Regions from separate parts of the Mus musculus genome. Here regions 1 and 3 are each linked to region 2. The links are chromatin contacts, called in public HiChIP or PLAC-seq and promoter capture Hi-C maps. All regions are on one chromosome and are shown on one strand. The core of a region is the stretch at or near the end of the contact, and the rest is flanking DNA. Distances in the headings are between cores, read along the strand shown.

Region 1 (3,251 bases), core at 9-2,508, 860 kb after region 2:
TGTCCTTTCTTCCCTGATTTAACTTAGGTTGGTTCTACACTGTCCCTCCTGGGGACAGCCATTATCTTGGGTTGGTCAAGCCTTCTTCATCCACTCATTTCTTGACAACTCCCAGAATTGTATTGCCAGTTTTCTCTCTTATTCTGTGAATAAAATCATAGGATTGGTATGCTGATAAAAAAAAAGGGGGGGTGGGCGAGAGGGAGGGAGGGAGGAAGGAACAGGAGAGTAAAGTTCTCCCACCATGATGTTCATGTTCTTCAGCACTTCACTGGGCTTGGAACCGCCTAGGATATACACTTCTGGGTGTGTTGGTGAGGGTATCCCAGGGGTTTTTAACTAAGGAGGGAAGATCCCCCATAAACATGGGGTGGTACCAACCCATAGACCAGGAGCTCTGACTGGGAAGGAGTGGGGGCAGGGGTGGGGGATACCAGTGTTCATTTCTCTCTGCTCTGACTGCACAGGCATGAGCAACCCCTCTGTGGTGGACTGTTTCCCTTCTCTTTCCTCTTTACATTGCTTCTTGTCAGGTACTTGCTCATGGGAACAGCAAAAATCACTAATATATCCCTCATCTTTAGTGAATGACAGCCAGTGGGCTGCTTCTCAAAAACAATAATTAGCCATGCCACTTCCTTCCAAAGAACTCTTTGATGACTGCCATGGCTTCACCTCTACCCTAGGTCTGTGTGGAGACACATTCTAACCTACCAAGGTGCAGAGGGGTGCATGGGAGAGCCCCACTGCTTACGGGCTTTGGAAGCAGTCAGAGTCCGGTGTGGACAAACCTATCAAAGGGAGGGGAAACTCAGCTTGTTCTGTAACTGCGTAAGCCACAGACAACAGGAACACATCAACCAGGAAAATGTGGCTCTGGAGACAGATGGAAGGTCTGGCAAGATGGGTACCTGAATCTTCTTAGCTCTGACACCCTTACCTTTCCTATCTTTGGGCCTCTTCAGAAACAAGAGCAGGAACTCTCGGCCTGTGGAGCTGGAGACTCATGGGGTGGTATTCTTTCTGCAAGAGTCACTTTCCCAGACTGTAATTGAAAGAGGAGGGATAAGTCTTGGACTTGGAGTGTGGGGACCTGCCTCACACAGTGAGTTTGTACTCTGCTGTTGTTGGCTCTGTGGGCCTCAGCAATGCTGGGCTCTGTGTGAGCCTGTGTTTCTCATTGTACAGTGACGATGGCCCGGAGGGTTGGATGAGCTGTGTGCTAGTCCTGATGGGGCATATGGGGCCTCTCCTGTTGCCAATGAGCTGCCTGAGCTGTGAGAATCACAGAGCTCCATGCTAGAGAGAAGGCTCGAAGGGAGCCTGCAGGAGAAGACATATGAACCCCAGCCTCCCTGTGGAAGAGCTAATTCTCTGAAGGTGCAAGAACCACACAAGCCCTTCAATAGCGTGCTCCTTCCTGACCAAGAGCCTCTGGAGGGTGCCACACCCTGAAATGAGGTAGCTTGAAAAAGGAGCACCAAGAATGGGGTCTAGTTTGCTTGAAAACGCACAACTGGGGAGTCAAAGAGATATCAAGCCTCTTGGTGATGGGATGACAGACCCCCTAAATCCTCAGAAAACTCACATCTCCCTAGCCTCTGGATCTACCTACTGCTATGTCTTCCATGCTGTGTGCACCCAGGGCTCACAGAGAAAAGTCTGGTTGTTCATCCCTACTTACCTGCAGAGTGTTGTTCTTGATTGAAAGCCCCTGAGCCCCATGGCCAACTGCCCCTCTGCCGGGTCTGGCCCCTGAGCCCCGTCTGCAGTGATAAATCTATCTTTTCATTCTGTGGCTTTGTAGATACCTTGAGGCCAAGATCAGAGTCTGGTGGCCTTTCCCCAGCCCCAGGCTCAGGCCAGGACTGTTGGCGTACCACCGAAAGCTAATGTAGGCGTAGAGAGTAGAATCCTCTGCTGACCGGTAGGCTCTGTACCTGTGTAGAAGTCCCAGCCCAGCAGGTGTGGGACTGGATGGCACATTAAACACCCCCCACCTGGCAAAGCATCAATACCTGTTGTCATTCTTCAGGATCCTGATCAGAGAGGAACCTGAGGTGTATCCAGAGCTGAGGCAAACACCCTGCTGGCCTCACAGCTCAGCCGCCCCCTCCCCAAGGCCCATCATTTAAAGCTTCATCAAGGTCTGTGTTGGCAACTGAGTATTTCTAACAGACACACAGCCCAGCAGGCAGTGCCACCTGGCACCTGCTCCTCCCCGACAGACATCATTCCTTTTTTTTTTGAGCTTCCCTGGGGTTAACCAGTTCACTGTGGCTGCATCTCCCCAAGCATGCTGACCGCTGAGCACTGGCCCTGAACTTCACAGGCAAAGGCTTCTCTCAGTTCCCGAGATACCCAGTGTGAACATTCCCGGTCATATCTTCTCGCTCGGCGTGATTGTACCCACGTTGTTACCAGAGTTGTCAAAAGATCATAATACAGTCAGGAAGTTGAAAAGCCTTTCTACATCCAAAGTTGGAGGAGAAGCAAGAGTTTTACAGTTAAACCTGAACGGTGTGTGGAGCCATCAACAGGACAAGTACAAAGTAGGCTTTGTAGCATCTCTGCCTCAGAGGGTAACCTAGAGGTCACGGCATCCATCCCCTTATTCAAGATAATGGCATAGCTCAGTATCGAGAAAAGTCATGAACTTGAAAGGTTAGATGTGCCTACAAGTACTTAACCACTCTAGGTTGGGTCTCTGTCTCCTTGAGTTATTTGACTTATACAGTTTCATTTTGTTTGTTTTTAGGGCATAATAACACAGGCTTTAAGATCCTGACTGTGTAGGCAAGTGACCTGGGTTCAAGTTCTGAATCCATTAACTGACAGTGTGAACTTGGGCAGGTACTCGGTGCTCTATAACTGTACCCTCAGTGAGAGCAGGATGGGTGGGGCCCATAGCTCATCCACTGTCATGTGATCTGAATGAGGTAACATGTGAGCTTTTCAAAATAGCAGTTGGCACCCAGTAAAAGCTATATGAGTTCACTGATATTTTTAGTTGTTGTTTTTCCCCCTTCTGGATTTGTGGTTTTTCTCAGGAAACCTGCAAAATACAGCAATTTCATGCCACCTTTAGCTGGATGGCAGCATTCTCTGACCCTTCAGAGAGGCTGTGTGCCCTGCCTTCCATTTCTTATAGTCCTCCATACACACATCCCCCATAGGTACCCCCTCTACCTCTTCAGCATTTGAGCACAGCCCACCCTCCATTTGGTCTTAGGAACAAATGTAGGCTATGT
Region 2 (3,646 bases), core at 994-3,493:
TGATGCTCCAGAACTCAGGGATCTGACCAGTGTGTCCAAGGTCAGAACGAGGCTTGGTTCTTCCTCACAGAGAACTCTTTGCCAGAGGCCAAGGCTCAGCTTGGGGAGAGAGGAACTTGTCTGGCCTTTCCAATAGCCTCTGTAGAGTTGCTACCAGTGCAGACCCTCTGACTCCCCTAAGCTTCATGCCAGCTCAGCAAAACAGTATCTCTTTTTTGGGGGTGGTGGTGGATGAGGCAGGGTTTCTCAGTGAAGTCCTGGAACTCACTCTGTAGACCAGGCTGGCCTCGAACTCAGAGATCCGCCTGACTCTGCCTCCCGAGTGCTGGGATTAAAGGCATGTGCCACCACTGCCCGGCTTTTAATGATGAAGATGCTGAACTCCTCAGTTGTCTCATTAGTAGGGAGCAGCTTATGAGGCACTCCCATCCCTATCCCCACTCCCTCCAAAAGGCAGAAAGGCAAAGACATGGGGAGAGGCCATAGGAACCAGCACCTACACAGCCCAGTTACCTGCCTAGTTGGAAGGTCTGCCTTGAGGTTACCTGAGCCTTACTACCCCCAGGAGTCTTTTGCTTGTATCTCCTGCCTCACTCTGGGCTCTGGTAATCTCCCCTGTTTCCTTTGGTTCTGTTGTCTTATCGTTCATGGCAGGAGAATTTGAAGTCTGAACCATCTTTTCTGTCACCCTTCTGGCCCCCACTGCTATTTTGGGGATTGGCCAGCTACTCTAAGAAGCAGGTCCAGTGTGCACAAGAAGTCAGAGGGACCCAGTGTGTGGCACTGTCTACCAAACAGCACTCGCCCCTTACCCAGCTTCCCCCAGGTCCCTGGAGCTGAGCTGGAGCTGCAGGCCATACCAGGGGCCCACGCCCTGAGCAGGCACATAGGCTTGCCATTGTCTGAGAGTGCCAGGCACCCACGTGAGGAATGTAAGGCAGCAGGCTGGGGGTTTGTCCCTGCTGTGGGGGTTGAAGGTGTGGGGGAGGAAGCTGGCCATGTTGCAGCTCAGGAAAGGCAGTGGGATGGATGCAGGGGATGTAAGAGAGGTGGCTGGGAGGCTGGAGCGGGAGCAGGGGTGTGACATTCCTCCTGCACCCATGCCAAGCCTGTGGGGCTGAAATGAACGTGAGAGGATTGCTAATGAGACCCAGGGGAGTTAAACATTCCCTGCTCCCGAGGGCTGAGTGAGAAGGGGCGGGCAGGGGTCTAGGAGCGGTGAGCCTGAACCCCAGGAATGCACAGAGGCCCCTGCCCCTGCCAGGCTGTTCTGGAGCTAGGGGCCAGGGCCTGCTGTCTCAGGTCCCAGCAGGAGCTGCTGAACCAGCCAGCAAAGGGATTAACTGGCTGAGCAGTTCTTCTTCCTCCAAGTTCAGGACAGATGCTGGCGCAGATCTCCCCAGCTCCCCACCACGTCCTGAGGCTGGCAGACAGCTACCACTGGCCCAGTTACTGTGGGTCCCTCTTCTGACTCCTCAGATCGCAGACAGACCCCATAGCACATCTTCCCTGCTTTGGCCTCTCCCATTTTGATAGACATGGTTTCCAGGTACCTAGGACTCTTCTCCCCAGCAGCTCATATTTAACTGAGTCTCTGCACATCTGGCCTTAAAGCCCTGATCCAAAACTAACTCCAGGGGATCTAGGTCAGTGGTAGAGTGCTTGCCTAGCATGTACAACAAAGCCTGGTTTCCATACCCAGCACACACACACACACACACACACACACACACACACACACAGAGAGAGAGAGAGAGAGAGAGAGAGAGAGGAAGAGAGAGAGAGAGAGAGAGAGAGAGAACTCTATAGTTTTTTCCTGCTGTAACTAAAATTTCTTTCTTTTTCTGTCCTCAAGTCAGTGGGCAAGAAACCGCCGCTTCAGATCAGGCACTGAAGCACAGCAAAGCCATCCACTGAGCTGGTGCTGGGGAAGGGATTAGGAGAATCCCAGAGCACTGGAATCACTCCTAAAGGGGTTTCCCTGGTTAAAAGGGGGAAGAGTCACTCCTCCTAGCCCCTCCCTTCCTTACTATTGAGACAGGGAGGGCAGGGGTACCCCAGCTTGGATCCTAGGTTCTACCCTCCACTCCCAAGAAACTGGGCGAAAAGAGCTCTGCTGGGGACTGTCTGTGGGCGGGTTTTGGCCTTTTCCAGCCCCAAGGCCGCCCCCTGCATTCTGGAATCAGCAGCCACTGCCTCTGCTGGCCAGCCAGCCATCCCCTCTCCTCCTCTCCTCCTGTGCCACTTAGCTCCCCTTTTCCGGCTGTTCCTCTTACCATGACCACAACGCTCCTCCACACCCTGGCCCATCTCTGAGTCCTGGAACTCTCAGACTCCTACCTGGGCCATGGCCAACTCGGGCCTCCAGCTCCTGGGCTACTTCCTAGCCTTGGGCGGCTGGGTGGGCATCATCGCCAGCACTGCCCTGCCACAGTGGAAGCAGTCTTCCTATGCAGGCGATGCCATCATCACTGCCGTGGGCCTCTACGAAGGGCTGTGGATGTCTTGCGCCTCTCAGAGCACCGGGCAGGTGCAATGCAAACTCTACGATTCACTCCTGGCCCTGGACGGTAGGCCTCCGGTGGGAGCCGGGGAGGGGGCACTGACGGGGCACTGACTGGGCTGGGGAGGTTGTCGGCAAGCTTTTTCACAGCCTGTCCTTAGTGCTGGGTGGCACACTCCAGCCCCTGTGGGAGTCCCTAACTTCTGTCCTGTGTACACCGGAGAGTCCAGGCCAGTCAGGTCTCTAGGCTCTGAGGAGGCAGGAACACAAGAAGCTGGCAGCCTGGGCTCCCGGTCCTAATACCCACTCATTCAACCCTTGCGTTCTAATGTTCTCCTGTGTAACCAGGCCATTAATACACAGGGCATGGGAGGGTGGACTGAGATGAGGGTCTGGTTTCATAAGCCTGTTATCATTCTCCACTCCTCTTCTCTCCATATTCCATATTGACAGATATGTTTACACACACACACCGACACACACACACACACACACACACACACACGGACACACACACACACACGGACACACACACACACAGAGTCAGACACCATTACAGCTCTGACCTTGGGGACCATCGCACTTGCACTCCGACAGGGCTCAAAGTAGAGCCCACACAGTCAGTCCCACTCACACTGGTCCAGACAAACCACTGGCCTGCCTCCCTCAGGGATCTAAGTCTCCTGCTGCCTGGGGCCTAGAACTGACCAATACACTCCCAAAGAAAAAAGCATAGGATTCCATGATTGACAGGGACGATTGACAGGGTTGCTGCTGGGAACCAAGCTGGGTTTAGCTGGTTCTCAGGCACTTTCAGCTCTACCTCTGGTGATCCTGAGTGATACTCTGCCCCATCTCCTGCTGCTTGATTGAGGGTGTACCAGACCCAGGAGAAAGGAGCCAGTCAGGGCCGGTGGGAAACGGGGTCAGCAGTGACAATGACCTCACTCTGCCCCCTCTCCTCAAACACTCATTGTCTCTTCTCACAAGCAGGCAAGTGCTCAGGCCTCTTCAGGCTTCTACCCAAGCCCTTCCACGCCAGCTTCCTCTCATTTCAGGTCTAACACCTCCATTTTGCACCCCCCTACAACCCCACCACCCCACCACCCCTCTCCGAGTTCCCCACTCGTGCTCAGACCTTTC
Region 3 (3,643 bases), core at 514-3,013, 880 kb after region 2:
TCACTTTCTCCTCAGTAAAGAAGGGCTTTGGGGCCTGTCTTGATGGATGTCAGGAGATGCTGGCCCCAACTCCCTCCCCAGTCAGGACCCTGCTTCAGCCTTCATGTGCAGATGCTAACAGTGCCACCCTGGCCACCTGCCTATGGGAGGGGGAGACACAGACAGAGGAGATGGTAGCAGACACAAAAGGACATAAACCAGCCATTGTCACCCAGCAAGAGGAGGGCAGGGTGGGGATTCGTGGCTGCATCTGCTTCTCAAAGCATAATGCCATTTTGAACTGTAGTGTGAGACGTGAGGACTATGAACCTTAGTTCTGACTAGGCCAGGAGATAGCTGGATGATTGTGGGGCAGGCCGTGGCCTTCTCCACGCTTGGGTTTCACTATGTGAGTGAGGGCCAGGGCTGAGTAAAACCTGAGGCCTGCAGTCAGGGCTCCTGCCAAAGTCCTAGGTCAGCAGAATGAGCTGATGCAGGGCTTTGCCCCTCCCTCCATCCCCTGTCTGTTATGTCTCCCATCACCCATTCCCCTCGAGGCCTCGTCTCTTCGCTCCCATCTGCCCAAACTCTGCCCTTGGAACCTCCCTCTGCCTGACAACTCCTTCTCTACACACAATTTTCTCTCTCTTTCCTAGTGAATGTTCACGTTATCCACTTTGGTACCTGACCATGGAGGTGTTAGCATCACTGTTTCTGGCCCTCCTGGGCATGGTGGAGAGCCAGGGCTCGGGGACTATCTTTCCTGACCAGGAGAAAATGGAATATTGGTGCCCGGGCGAGCGATAGGGATAGTGGACACATTAGGCCACCTGGAACCAGTTCAAACTGGTCATGTCACAGCAGTCTAGTGATGGGCCAACAGAGCACAAACTCTCCAGGTCATCCCCCAGATTGTGGACAGCTGACCATTTCAGGGATGCCTCGGTCTCCATTGCTGATGGTGGCACAGCCTCACCAGCTGATGGAAACCTCCACTCCATAAGAATCCAGACCCGGAAGCTGACGTTCAGAGTGCTCCACAGGGCAGGAATGGCAGGGGTCAGGCCTGCCCTAAAGACTGAGGCCAGCCTAGCCCAGCAACTCACAGAAGCTAAACTCTGCCATCTGCCCAGAGCCGCTGTGTAGGCCAGCCTGGTCATGTTAGCATCTGGTTTGCATTTTAACTGACCGTGACTGTCTGCTGGACCAGCCAGCATGCCCTGTCCCAGAGTGATAGATGCCATCAGTAATGGGGTCATAGTGGCTGTAATTATCTGGGCCCTTGCTGTGTACCAGGCCTGCATTATTTTTTCCTCTCAGAAAAAGCCATACAGTGAGACATCCACTTAACAAAAGGAGAGACTGAGGCACAGCATTACAGCTGGCTCGTGGTGAAACCCACACTGAGAAACCAGAAAGCAGATGATCTTGTTTGCCCCAGTGAAGCCCTAGGCCTTACTTGGGAAGGTTACCTGATCCCCCTTACCTCGGTTTCCTTATCCACAGCATGAGCGTAAGAATAGAACCCCCAGTTCCCCAGTGATGCCAGGATTCTTTGAGGGCTACATGAATTCACGTACCTAAAGCCCGCAGAGCTGAACTTGTTCGTCGAGGCATGAGGTCATTGTACACTATTATTTACAGAGTATTCTTCTATCTGCTATGTCACTTGGTCGTCTGCCACGTGGCACTGTGCCTAGTTGGCAGGCAGTGAAACCGGGCTTAGCCTGAAGTGGCTGTAATCTTGAGTATCCTGTGCTCTCCCCTCAGGAACCAGTGATGACCTGCACCAGGACTCAGAGGGGCAAGAGGGCGCCGAGGCTGTGGAGGAGCACCAGTTCTCAGACCTGGAGGACTCTGACTCAGACTCAGACCTGGATGAAGATGAGGAGGAGGAAGAGGAGGAGGAAGAGAGCCAGGATGAGCTGTCTGGGCCATGCTCGGAGGCAGCTCCGCCTTGCCTGCCCCCCACACTACAGGAGAACTCCTCACCCGTTGAGGGCCCTCAGGCTCCAGATAGCACTTCTGACGAGGTCCCGCAAGGCAGCTCCATCTCAGAAGCCACGCATTTGACCGCCAGCAGTTGTTCCACACCTAGCCGGGGTACCCAAGGCCTTCCCAGGCTGGGACTGGCCCCACTGGAGAAGGACATGAGCTCAGCCCCGAGTCCCAAGGCCACGTCCCCTAGGAGGCCGTGGTCCCCAAGCAAAGAAGCAGGCAGCCGCCCCTCACTCACTCGCAAACATTCACTCACCAAAAATGACTCGTCTCCCCAGCAATGTTCACCGGCCCGAGAAGCTCAGGCCTCAGTAACGAGCACACCTGGTCCCCAGATGGGCCCAGGAAGGGACCTGGGCCCTCACCTTTGTGGGTCTCCAAGACTGGAGCTGTCCTGTCTCACTCCCTACCCCATAGGAAGAGAAGCGCCCGCTGGACTCGAGCGTGCCACAGACACAGGCACCCCCAGATATTCACCCACCAGGAGATGGTCTCTGGGTCAGGCCGAGTCACCGCCACAGACAGTGCTGCCAGGGAAATGGGCCCTGGCTGGGCCCTGCAGCCCCTCAGCGGACAAGAGTGGCCTGGGCTTGGGGCCGGTTCCACGGGCCCTCCTCCAGCCCGTGCCTCTACCTCACACACTTCTCAGCAGAAGCCCTGAAACGTGCACCTCTGCATGGGTGAGTCCCTGCTGTGGCCCTCCCGGGGGTCAGAAGCTGCCCATTCACACCCTCTGCCCCTCACCCCAGAGCCAGGCCGGTATTCCTGGGCATGTGGCAAGCTTTTCTTAGGTCCCTGTGTCAGCTAGTTCATTGCACTTTGAGGCACCCTCAGAAGCCCCAGACATGGCTCTGGTGTTCACAGGCTCTGGGTTCAAGCCCTAGTGGGCAGTGTAGCCTTGGATATGGACGTAACACTTGTGTAATTCTTCGGCCATCACTTCCCTGTCCATGTATGTCCTTGGAGCAGTCGACAGCTTTACCAAAATCATCTGTCCCCATCTCCTCCCTGTGGAACTATGACAGCCTTGCCTCTGTCACCACCATGCCCCACCACACCCCGCTACTGCCCATCACCCTTCCTTGACAGTGCTTGCCTTACAGTATCTGTACCACTGCCTCACTGCCCCTCCCCCCACCCCCGAGGCTGACACTGTCCACGGCTGGCACTGTCCCTGTTGACATTTCTTACACTGTGCTGTCATGACCCCACAGCATCTCTCCTGGAAGAACACTAACTGAAGCATCTCTCTTGCCTCATTGAACTTCCTGTAGTGAAAGGTTGAGATCTTTGGGTGGGAATCCATATGCAAGGGTAAAGTTAGGCCAAGACCATCTTAAGAAGGGGAGAGGCAGAAGAGCCAAGGTAGACCAGGGTGAGCACAGAGCTCCCCCCACACCCCCCCACACCCCCACACACACACACAAGAGCTGCCTCCTACAGATGTGGGCCAACATGTACCTCTAAGTTGCCCAGTTGGAAGCTTGCCGAGAACTGCAGTAGGACTCCTGATTCTGGCCGTACTCACCAGCCGTACTGCAATCTCAGGCCTCCCCACCCTCTATACCGTTAGCCCTCAGTTCTGCAGGCACGTAACCCTTGCCTTCTCCCGTCTTGTTTTCTGACTCCAGCGGAAGACTGAGTCCCGAAGTCCATCAGCTGGCCC

The links. Promoter capture Hi-C pulls out the DNA fragments that hold promoters and counts their contacts. HiChIP or PLAC-seq counts read pairs in DNA pulled down with a chosen protein or histone mark.
Region 1: a promoter capture Hi-C map of hippocampal neurons shows a contact between it and region 2, with 5 times the contacts expected there. The contact joins the enhancer-like site here to the promoter of Cldn19 in region 2. A contact is called at or near these places in 2 of 39 promoter capture datasets (hippocampal neurons and pre-B cells), 4 of 15 datasets of contacts at CTCF or cohesin (the NIH/3T3 cell line, large pre-B cells and pro-B cells), 23 of 484 Hi-C or Micro-C datasets (B cells, the Ba/F3 cell line, CD8 T cells and 18 more), 1 of 115 datasets of contacts at active chromatin or transcription factors (embryonic basal ganglia) and 1 of 9 other capture datasets (liver).
Region 3: a contact with region 2 is called in an H3K4me3 HiChIP or PLAC-seq map of embryonic basal ganglia, with 10 times the contacts expected there. The contact joins the enhancer-like site here to the promoter of Cldn19 in region 2. A contact is called at or near these places in 6 of 39 promoter capture datasets (the 3T3-L1 cell line, 3T3-L1-derived adipocytes, hippocampal neurons and 2 more), 3 of 15 datasets of contacts at CTCF or cohesin (the NIH/3T3 cell line, large pre-B cells and pro-B cells), 33 of 484 Hi-C or Micro-C datasets (B cells, the Ba/F3 cell line, CD4 T cells and 24 more), 2 of 115 datasets of contacts at active chromatin or transcription factors (differentiating embryonic stem cells and embryonic basal ganglia) and 1 of 9 other capture datasets (liver).

What each region holds. Positions count from the first base shown.
Region 1 is chr4:120,113,578-120,116,828 of GRCm38.p6, forward strand. The region is part of intron 5 of Hivep3 (human immunodeficiency virus type I enhancer binding protein 3); the gene reads left to right. Among named protein-coding and RNA genes, the nearest start is that of Gm36215, 40 kb to the left of the region's middle. Within about 2 kb of position 1,259, at least 1 of the 459 cell types and tissues checked has an H3K27ac peak or open chromatin away from gene starts, as enhancers often do. A contact at or near this core is called in hippocampal neurons, where this site is marked.
Region 2 is chr4:119,253,226-119,256,871 of GRCm38.p6, forward strand. Cldn19 (claudin 19) reads left to right here and starts at 2,244. Exons shown (of 5, transcript NM_001038590.1): 1 at 2,244-2,570. The coding sequence starts at 2,348. It overlaps Gm12927 (a long non-coding RNA gene), which reads right to left. Exons shown (of 2, transcript XR_376592.4): 1 at 3,642-3,646.
Region 3 is chr4:120,129,973-120,133,615 of GRCm38.p6, forward strand. It overlaps Hivep3 (human immunodeficiency virus type I enhancer binding protein 3), which reads left to right. Exons shown (of 9, transcript NM_010657.3): 8 at 1,750-2,657; 9 at 3,609-3,643. Among named protein-coding and RNA genes, the nearest start is that of Edn2, 29 kb to the right of the region's middle. Within about 2 kb of position 1,764, at least 24 of the 459 cell types and tissues checked have an H3K27ac peak or open chromatin away from gene starts, as enhancers often do. A contact at or near this core is called in the N1E-115 cell line, where this site is marked.